2 separate regions of the Ovis aries genome follow, and region 2 is linked to region 1. Evidence: chromatin contacts called from public Hi-C data. All regions are on one chromosome and are shown on one strand. The core of a region is the stretch at or near the end of the contact, and the rest is flanking DNA. Distances in the headings are between cores, read along the strand shown. Region 1 has its middle 14 kb from the start of MGST2. Region 2 has its middle 43 kb from the start of RAB33B.

Evidence for each region. Hi-C and Micro-C count contacts between places; a contact is called where the count stands out from the background.
Region 2: a Hi-C map of hypothalamus shows a contact between it and region 1, with 6 times the contacts expected there. The contact joins two enhancer-like sites. A contact is called at or near these places in 11 of 16 Hi-C or Micro-C datasets (blood, hypothalamus, liver and 5 more).

Annotation. Positions count from the first base shown.
Region 1 is chr17:18,138,560-18,143,352 of ARS-UI_Ramb_v3.0, forward strand. No RefSeq gene overlaps it. Among named protein-coding and RNA genes, the nearest start is that of MGST2, 14 kb to the left of the region's middle. Within about 2 kb of position 2,997, at least 11 of the 54 cell types and tissues checked have an H3K27ac peak or open chromatin away from gene starts, as enhancers often do. A contact at or near this core is called in hypothalamus, where this site is marked.
Region 2 is chr17:18,282,406-18,287,026 of ARS-UI_Ramb_v3.0, forward strand. No RefSeq gene overlaps it. Among named protein-coding and RNA genes, the nearest start is that of RAB33B, 43 kb to the right of the region's middle. Within about 2 kb of position 1,791, at least 6 of the 54 cell types and tissues checked have an H3K27ac peak or open chromatin away from gene starts, as enhancers often do. A contact at or near this core is called in hypothalamus, where this site is marked.

The sequences.
Region 1 (4,793 bases), core at 1,747-4,246:
TTTGTGATGAGATTTCTTTCAAAAAGATCACTCTGACTTCAGTGTGGACTGGTGAGGGAGAGCCACTAGTGGAGATCTAAAGGGATCTGTTGGGAAGATCTATTATGATCTGGGCAAGACTTGTGGCCCAGCCTTGGGGAATGTCGGTGTGGATGGAGAAAAGTGAATGGATGAGAAAGATGCTTAAAAGAATCAATCAGTGGGACTGGGTGACAGATTGGCTGTGACGAGTATCTTAGCCCATGCTCTCTAAATCAACAGAGCCCAAGGCAAGTCTTAAATGATGATGCTTCATGTGGGCCGCACAGTACTAGGGCAGGAAGAGTGAAGGAAAGGGAAGCAAGGCAGAATGAGGAACACAGTGTTTCCACCTGAACCCCTGCTTCAGATAAGCAGTGAGGAGACACAGCTAGTCACTGAATCGGCACCCAGCCAGCCACCCAGGATCACACTGGATGCGCTGCTGGAGTAACTACATCTCAAACCAGTCCACAGGAGGGAGAGAAGAGAATGCATCATCTATCTCCCCTCTCTCAATGGTCAGCTTCTCCTGTGGCCATTTTGAAACATACCTGCAAACTCTCCCATTGAAACATATCTGCAAATTTCTCCCCTCAAGGGTGGAAACTACATTCTCTATCATGAGTCTCTATCTTAACTCACTCACAGCCAAGAGAACACAGCAGAAGTGATGCTACAGGACTTCCTAAGCTAGGTCATAAAAAGACACGACTTCTGCCTTGCTCACTGGAGCAGCTGTGTGTGCTTGGAGCCCTTGGCGTTAGGACCGACTGTAAGGCCACTGCGCTGGAATGAAGTCCAAGCCACACAGAGAGCCTGGGGGTAGCCGGAAGGGCTCCACTCACCAGCTACAATCACAGACAGCCAGTGGGAACTGCCCACCCTCAGAGTGAAGGTACTTCCAGATGATTCTAGCGCACAAGCATAGAGTCACTTGCAGTCATGAGTCTCCCAGCTCTGGCCTCAGAAGGAAGAGCAGAGAGAAGCCAGTCCTTCTGCGCCCTACTGACCCACATAATCCACCAGCCTAAGTAAACGATTGTTTTAAGCTCCCAAACTTCAGGGTAATTTGTCATACCCAAAACCACTGGACACACTTGTTACAAGTTCATGACTCAGCCTTCCAGGCTGCATCATTTGGCATTCTGATAGCACCCCATACCCTGCAATTTGGTACTTCAGACAGGAGCCAGGGACACCAGGAGTGTGACTGAGGGGCCCCAGATGGCAGATTACAGGTACCCTACAGTCAGCCACAGCAGCATCTAGTAGATCACAGGTCTGAGAATTCAGGAGAGACACGAGGTCAAAGGGCTTTGGGCGTGGTGCACTAATATGTCTGATACAGAGGGGAGGTGGGGACAGGCAGGAGGTAAAGATTCTCACATTTCTGTTTAGACCTAAGTAACCAGGTAAACTAGTGCTTTTAATTTAAATCATTAGTGCAATTTACTGAGAGAGGAGCTGGATAAAAGGAGAGGGCTCAGTTCGAAGGGCCTGTGTGTTCGTCAGATATGGCAAGAAGTAGGAGCCCAAAACAGTCTTCCCTGGTGGCTCAGACGGTAAAGAATCTGCTTGCAATGCAGGAAACCCGGATTCGATCCCTGGATCAGGAAGATCCCCTGGAGAAGGGAATACTCCTGTATTCTTGCCTGGAGAATCCAATGGACAGAGGAGCTTGGCAGGCTACTGTCCGTGGGGTCTCAAAGAATGGGATATGACTGAGTGATTCACACACACACACACACACACACACACACACACACACACACACGAGCCCTGGACACAAAAGACAGTCAAGGTCATTGATCCAGGGCCCCCAGAGGGCTTGCAAGCCTGTTCCTGAATCTTCTTTCCTGTGCAATGAATATTTTCCAAGTCTTTGCTTGGGACCTTTGTCCGAGGGTCCCAAGGCTAATGTATTAGAGAAAGCAGAAGGAGCCCCCGGGAGAGAACACGGCATCTGCAGGAGCCCCCATATGTAAACACATGCCTGCTAGCCCAGTGCCAGCAGCAGAGATACCATCAGATTTACTTACTTTTTTAAATGTGTGGGGGAAACATTTTAGTTGCCTTCAGATATGCTGGGATCCTCTTTCAGCATGCGACGCTCCTCTTTCTCCTCCCTATCACTCTCAAGCTAAATGGCGAATGCTCCATATATGCACAATGCTGGTCTCCCTTGCATCACGTGTTTAGATCGTGGGTGCGTTTGACTGATTTCTTGTCAATGGTGCTCTCGTTCATGGACTTATAATATTTTTAGGCCTGAGGTGGTGGGAGCCTGCCACCTCCTGTCCCTGATCATTAGGAGGCAGGGTCCTCTTCTGAAATGAAAAGTCAAAATTAGGTCTAAGGACACCAGGTCTGATTCCTGCAAAGGCAGAACCTGAGGGTCTCCCAGTCGCACCTGGGACTCCCTGGACCCACTCCCTCCTGCTCGCCCAACTCATAGTTTCAGGTCCTTCCGACCCCCCGTCCCCCACCTCCACCGTTAAAATTTAAAAGGCAGTGCCTACAGCAGCAAAAACATTTGATTATTCACAAAATCATGTAGAGAAGGGAAAATACAAGGAGGACTGAAGAAAAGAAGGGATGAAGCATTTGCTGAGGCTTTCCTGTTCTGGGGGTCTTTATTGCAATGAATCCTTTACAAGATCTTGTCAGTATCAGTCATTCGTATTTGTTACATGAAGAAACTGAGGCACAAAGAGGTTCATTAATTTGCCCAAGATGATGCAGCGAATAAGATGTAAAGCTAGAGTCCACTTTTAACTCAAGTCCAGTGCTCTTTGCACTATTGCTTTCTTCCCCAGAGTGTCTGTATCCACCCGTCTATTTATTCCTCTTGAACAACAGAAGGCGTTTCTCCAAGTTTTGGGGAGAAGTCTTTGTGCGCAAGAACCACTGTACCGCTCCCTGAGCGCCAGCAGGTGGCGCCGTGAGAGGCTCAAGTGCTGCTGCTTCTATCGGTTCACTTGGCGAGACAGACAAGCGTGGGGGAGAGCAGCTGCTGGGAGAGTGTCAAAACAGAGCTCTATTTAGGAACGCGGAGCCTTCTGCCTGGCCCCGTTTCCCACTGGGATCCTTGCTTGGCTCTTTACAGACTATAAATGAATTCGCTTTTTTTCTTCCTTCCCCATCCTACTGCTAACCCACATCTCTGATTCTATTTTCTCTCCACCTCTGACACCAGGGCAGGAGTCCCACCCACATCAGGGAATAGTGTGTCCTGAAGAGTGAGGGCAGCAGGCAGGCGGGGTGGTGCGCAGAGTCCAGTCTGCAGTCGGTCCCCATAGCGACCGGCGGGTCGTTTCCCACAGACCCTTCCCACCCACTGGCCCAACACCTGGCACATCACAGCATTGCCGGGACCCACACGTGCCCCCGATCTAAGGGACCTGTCTTAGTCTGCTGGCGGCCCTAACAAAGGATCAGAGTTCTGAGGGCTGGCGGTCCAAGATCAAGGTGAAGACCATTTGTTTACTTCTGAGGCTTCTCTCCAGGCTCACTGTGACCATTTCCCTGTGTGCACATCCCTGGTCTCTCTGCGTGTCCTACCGGCTCTTCTTATAAGGACACCAGTCAGACTGGATTAGGGCCACACAAACAGCCTCCTTTTATTTTTATTTGTGGGTGTGTTACTATTCTTTTTTTAATTGAAGTATAGTTGACTACAATATTGTATTAGTTGCGAGTGTTTCAGCAAAGTGATTGGGTTACATATTTTTTTCCAATTCCTTTCCATTACGGATTATTACAAGATACTGACTATAATTCCCTGTGCTATACAGTAAATCCTGTTATTTATCTATTTGATGTATAATAGTTTGTATCAGTCAACCTCATACTCCTGATTCATGCCCCCGCTTCTCCTTTTGTAACCACAAGTTTGTTTTCTGTCTGTGAGTCTATATCTGTTTTGTATATTGATTCATTTATATTATTTTTGGGGTTTTTCATGTGAGCGATGTCATGTAATATTTGTCTTTTTCTGTTTGATTTGCGTCACTTAGTATGATAATCTCCAGGTCCTTCCATGTTGTTGCAAATGATATTACTTCATTCTTTTTTATGGCTGAATAGTATTCTATTGGGGAGTGTGTGTGGCAGGGGCAGGGAAGGGCTGCCTCCACATCTTGGCTATTGTAAATAGTGCTGCTCTGAACACTGAGGTGCATGCATCTTTTCAAATTAGAGTTTTCAACCCCATCTAGAGTGGGGTTGCTGGATCGTATGGATATTTTTTTGGTTTGTTTCCTGAGGCACTTCCATACTGTTTTCCACAGTCAACCTCATTTTAATTGCCTCTTTAAAGGTCCTCTCTCCAGATACAGTCACCTTCTGAGGTTCTGGGGATTAAAGCTTCAGTATATGAATTCGGGCTGTGGGGACACAAGTCAGTCCATAACAGGATCCAATCACTAATGGATAGGGGTAGAGGGCAGCATTTTGTGCCTAATTTTAGCCCCAAGAGGTCACAGGAAAAGTCGTGGTCACAATGTGCTCATGAAGTTCAATTGTGTGATGTTAAGGATAAACATAGCTGAAAGAATCCAAGTAATTGTGAAAAAAAAACAAAACAGTCCATTCTGGGGGTCATGTGGTAGCCCTGATGGATCTGGTTTGGGATCTCTAACTGATGAACTGATTAAAGCATCAGTGACCGTTTATTCCCTGTGAAAATCAGCTTCCCTTCGTCTCTCTCCTTCGCAGGCCCCGACTGCAGCACGCTCCTGGAGGTCACAGAGCTCCCTCATTCTCTGGGGCCT
Region 2 (4,621 bases), core at 541-3,040, 140 kb after region 1:
GGGCGGGGGACCCAGGTGGGAGCTGGAAGAACAAGACACAGAAGGGGCGCTGACGATGAGGAGGGCTTGACTTGAGGGTATGCCATACAGACAGTGGCAATAGGATTTGCTGAGATGCGAGGTTAGAGATTTTAAGGTGTTGGTTCTATTATCTCTCAGGTGATGAGGCCAACTGATCAGTGCTGTCAACTCACAGTTCCCAAGGGGAGGGGGTACCAAGCCATGGTGTGTGTGTGGCGGCGGGGGTTGGAGGAGGGGGGACCCAGGGTGGATCAGGAGGCAGAGAGGACCAGGGAAAATGGGGACTAGAGGCTGGACCGTGGTTTCTGGGGGAAGGAACAGGCACGGAAGGTTTAGAATTAACTATTTTGAATAATTTCAGTGGGCTCTGGGGTGTGGCTTAGCGGTGAAGAATCTGCCTGCCAATGCGAAACACACATGGGGTGGGATAAGTAACCCAGATTTAGGAAGATCAAGGACTGCTTCATGGAGAAAGTGCTGAATAAGCGGAGACCTTACATGTAAGTGTGAATTATGAGGAGAAGGGACAAAAAGCAAGGGAAGAGAGAGTATTTTAGGCAGGGAACGGCATATTCAAAGTCTGAGAGGCAGAGTAAGAAAGGGAGAGACATGGAAAAAAGGCTGCTTCCTGTCTTATACGGTGGTTGTGAGATTTAGCTCTTAGAACAGTGTCTGTCACAGAGTATTCCACAAATGGGGCTTCCCAGGTGGCTCAGAGGATAAAGCGTCTGTCTGCAATGCAGAACACCCGGAAGATCCCCTGGAGAAGGAAATGGCAACCCACTCCAGTATTCTTGCCTGAAGAATCCCACGGACAGAGGAGCCTGGCGGGCCACAGTCCATGGGGTCACAGAGTCAGACACACCTTAGCAACTAAACCAGTTTGAATAATTTCAGCAGGCTCTGGAGTGTTGGGGGTGCTTTCAGTTGCTCAGTACCTGGCCCTGGGGTGATGGAGGTCTGGAGTGTAAGAGCCAACAAGAAAGCTGGTTTGTAAAGCAACTATGCTCCAATAAAAAGTAATTTAAATAAATTTTAAAAATAACATATATCATAAATATATTTCCATTGAAAAATTTGGGTTCTAGGCTTCCCAGATGGCGCTAGTGGTAAAGAACACACCTCCCAGTGCAGGAAACTTAAAGAGACCCAGGTTTGATCCCTGGGTGGGGAAGAACCCCTGGAGGAGGGCGTGGCTATCCACTCCAGTATTCTTGCCTGGAGAATCCCATGGATAGAGGAGCCTGGTGGGCTACAGTCCATGGGTTCACAAAGAGTCAGGTACGACTGAAGTGGCTTAGCACGCAGGCATAATTTTTAAAAGCTACACTGTACTATATTATATGACAGTAGCATGATTTCTTTAACCTATCTCCTATTGAATATTCAAGTTGCTTAGCACTATGGAATTATAAATAACACTGCAATGAGCATCTTTATGGATTAAAAAATAAGACGAAGAAGCGGGTTGCAGGATGGGCTCTGGATGGGTTGGTTTGCATATGAAAGGACAAATTGTTTGCTAAAGGAATCGGTGGCCCAGCTCAGCAAGGCCTCAGATGTCAACAGCATCAGAAGAGAAAGACACTCTTAACTCATTGGGAAGTAAGGAATCAAGGACGACTCTGCTCTCAGTCTGAACAACTACAAGAATGAAATAATCGCTTGTGAAAATCGCTTCTGTCACCACTGCTGATGCTGACGGTCTTGCCATGAAACACCAGCACTCTCCCAGTTTTTATTTCTATTTCCAAAACAACCCGTTAGTTTCTTCGTGATCCAGCTCCCTCTTGTGGTAAGGATTTATTCTCATACTGTTTCTGACCTGAGGCTGTAGAACAGAAAGAACTTCAGCAAGAAGATGATTTAATACATTTTGAAAACAGACATGAAAACTGAGCTGATATTTATTCCCATCATCAGGTTGAACACTGAACAGACAAATGAAGACACAATTTCCAGGGCTTTTTTTTATTTTTTAAATACACCCAAATTACGCAAGGGCTTCCCTGGTAGCTCAGATGGTAAAGAATCTGCCTGCAATGCTGGAGTCTTGGGTTTGACCATGGCAACCCACTCCAGTAATCTTTCCTGGAAAATCCGCACGAATTTCCAGGAGCCTGGCGGGCTACAGTCTTTGGGGTCACAGAGTCGGACATGACTGAGTGACTAAGCACAGAATAGCACTTTTGGAACTCGCAATAAGCTATGTTGAACAAAGCTTGTTTTCCTTTCAAACTAAAACAAAATCTAAAAAGCATTTTAAGGTCATATAGCTCTTTAAAAGCACTGTTTTCTGCAAAATATGGGTTGTGAGTTCATTCGTCCTAAATCAATCTTATCTTGTATTTCCCTGACATATCTTTTTATTTTTTTTTTTAATGAGTCACCCCATAGTGTCACGAGAGGGTCATGGATCAGCCGGGGAAGTTATCTCCCAGCCATCCACTTGCACAAACTACACTCTTTCTGAGACCCCGTGGACTGTAGCCCACCAGCCTCCTCTGTCCATGTGATTTCCCAGGTAAGATTACTGAAGTGAGTTGCCATTTCCTCCTCAAGGGGATCTTTCCAACCCAGGGATCAAATCCGAGTCTCCTGCATTGCAGGCGGATTCTTTACCGCTGAGCCACCGGGGAGTCTACAGAGGAATATAGTTTCTCCAAAACAAGGAAATCTTAAGAAGCTTGAAATAAAAAACAGAGTCAGGACTGGGATGAATACTTTGGGGAGTATGAGTGTTCATCCCATGCTACTGAATCTGGTCACTCAAAGGAAAATTTATCCCAGGAGAACCGAGATATTAGAGAAATTTCTCAAAATGGTGCTATATAGGAGAACCATTCAAAATATAACACTCTAGTAGCATGTGATCCAGAAATCCCAGTCCTGGGCACATTCCAGGGAAGACTCTAATTTGAAAAGATACATGCACCCCAATGTTCATAGCAACACTATTTACAATAGCCAAGATGTCCATCGACAGAGGAATGGATAAGAAGATATGGTACATGTATGTAATAGAATGTTACTTAGCCATAAAAAAGAATAAGATGATGCCATTTGCAGCAACATGGATAGACCTAGAGATTCTCAGACTCAGTGAAGTACATCAGACAGAGACAGGCAAATATCATATGATATCACTTATGGGTAGGATCTTAAAAAATGATACAAGTGAACTTATTTACAAAATGCAAACAGCCTCACAGACAGAGACAACAAACCTATGGTTATCAAAGGGGAAGGGGAAGGGGCTGAAGGGAGAGATAAATTAGGAGTGTGGGATTAGCTGATACATGCTACTGAATATAGAATACATAAACAACAAGGACCTATAGAACAAGGAGATATATTCAATGTCTTATAGTAAACTATAATGGAAAATAAAGGGAAAAGAATATAGCTGAATCACTTTGCTGTACACTTGAAACTACCACAACATTAATAATCAACAATACTTCAGTTTTTTTAAAAAGCAAATCTAGTACTCAGCCTGTGTGTGTTTGTGTGTGTATTCAGTTGCTCAGTCATGTCCAACTCTTTGGGACCCCATGGACTGTAAAGTGCCAGGCTCCTCTGTCCACGGGCTTCCCCTCCAGGAGATCTGCCCAACCCAGGGATCGAACCCGGGTCTCTTGCATTGGCAGGCTGATACTTTACCACCAAGGAACACCACTTACCTAGGGAAGACCTACAGCACCCACAGCTACGTAGGACACAGCCAGGAACTTGAAATCAGGGATTTCTAAGCAGCCAATCGCTATTTCGAAGTTCATGCACTTTGCTCCGCAGAACTACCTTGGCACAGCCACCAAGGAATAGATTCCAGCCTCAGGGCCTCTGACCCAAGAGGTGTGACAACTAGCAACAGAAGGGAGAAGGAAGCACCAGAAAAATGCAGCTGGTTTTCTAAAAGTCTCTTTCAGTTTTTCAGCACCGTGGCTGGAAACCTAAGTACTTTGAAGCCCTAGCAAACTCTGACAGCATTCTCCAGCCTCAAGGGCAGAGTCACCTGGGAATTCATTATGGATGCAATTTCCTGGACCCAGCTCTCAGAGACCCTGCATGTGGATCCAGTCCCCTGGGCAAAGCGCAGACGTCTGGCATGTCTGCTTTGCCATGCAGTCCAGTAAGTGATTCTCAGAGTGATCAGTTCAGTTGACTTCAGTCGCTCAGGCGTGTCTGACTCTTTGCGACCCCATGGACTGCAGCAGGCCAGGCTTCCCTGTCCATCACCAACTCCCGGGGCTTACTCAGATTCATATCCATCGAGTCGGTGATGCCATCCAACCACCTCATCCTCTGTCATCCCCTTCTCCTTCTGCCTTTAATCTTTCCCTCAGGGTCTTTCCCGATGAGTCAGTTCTTCGTATCAGGTGGCCAAAGGATCAGAGCTTTGGCTTCAGCATCAGTCCTTCCAACGAATATACAGGACTGATTTCCTTTAGGATTGACAGGTTTGATCTACTTGCAGCTGAAGGAACTCTCAAGAGTCTTCTCCAACACCATAGCTCAAAAGCATCAATTCTTCTGCATTCAGCTTTCTTTGTGGTCCAATTCCCACATCTATACATGACTACTGGAAAAACCATAGCTT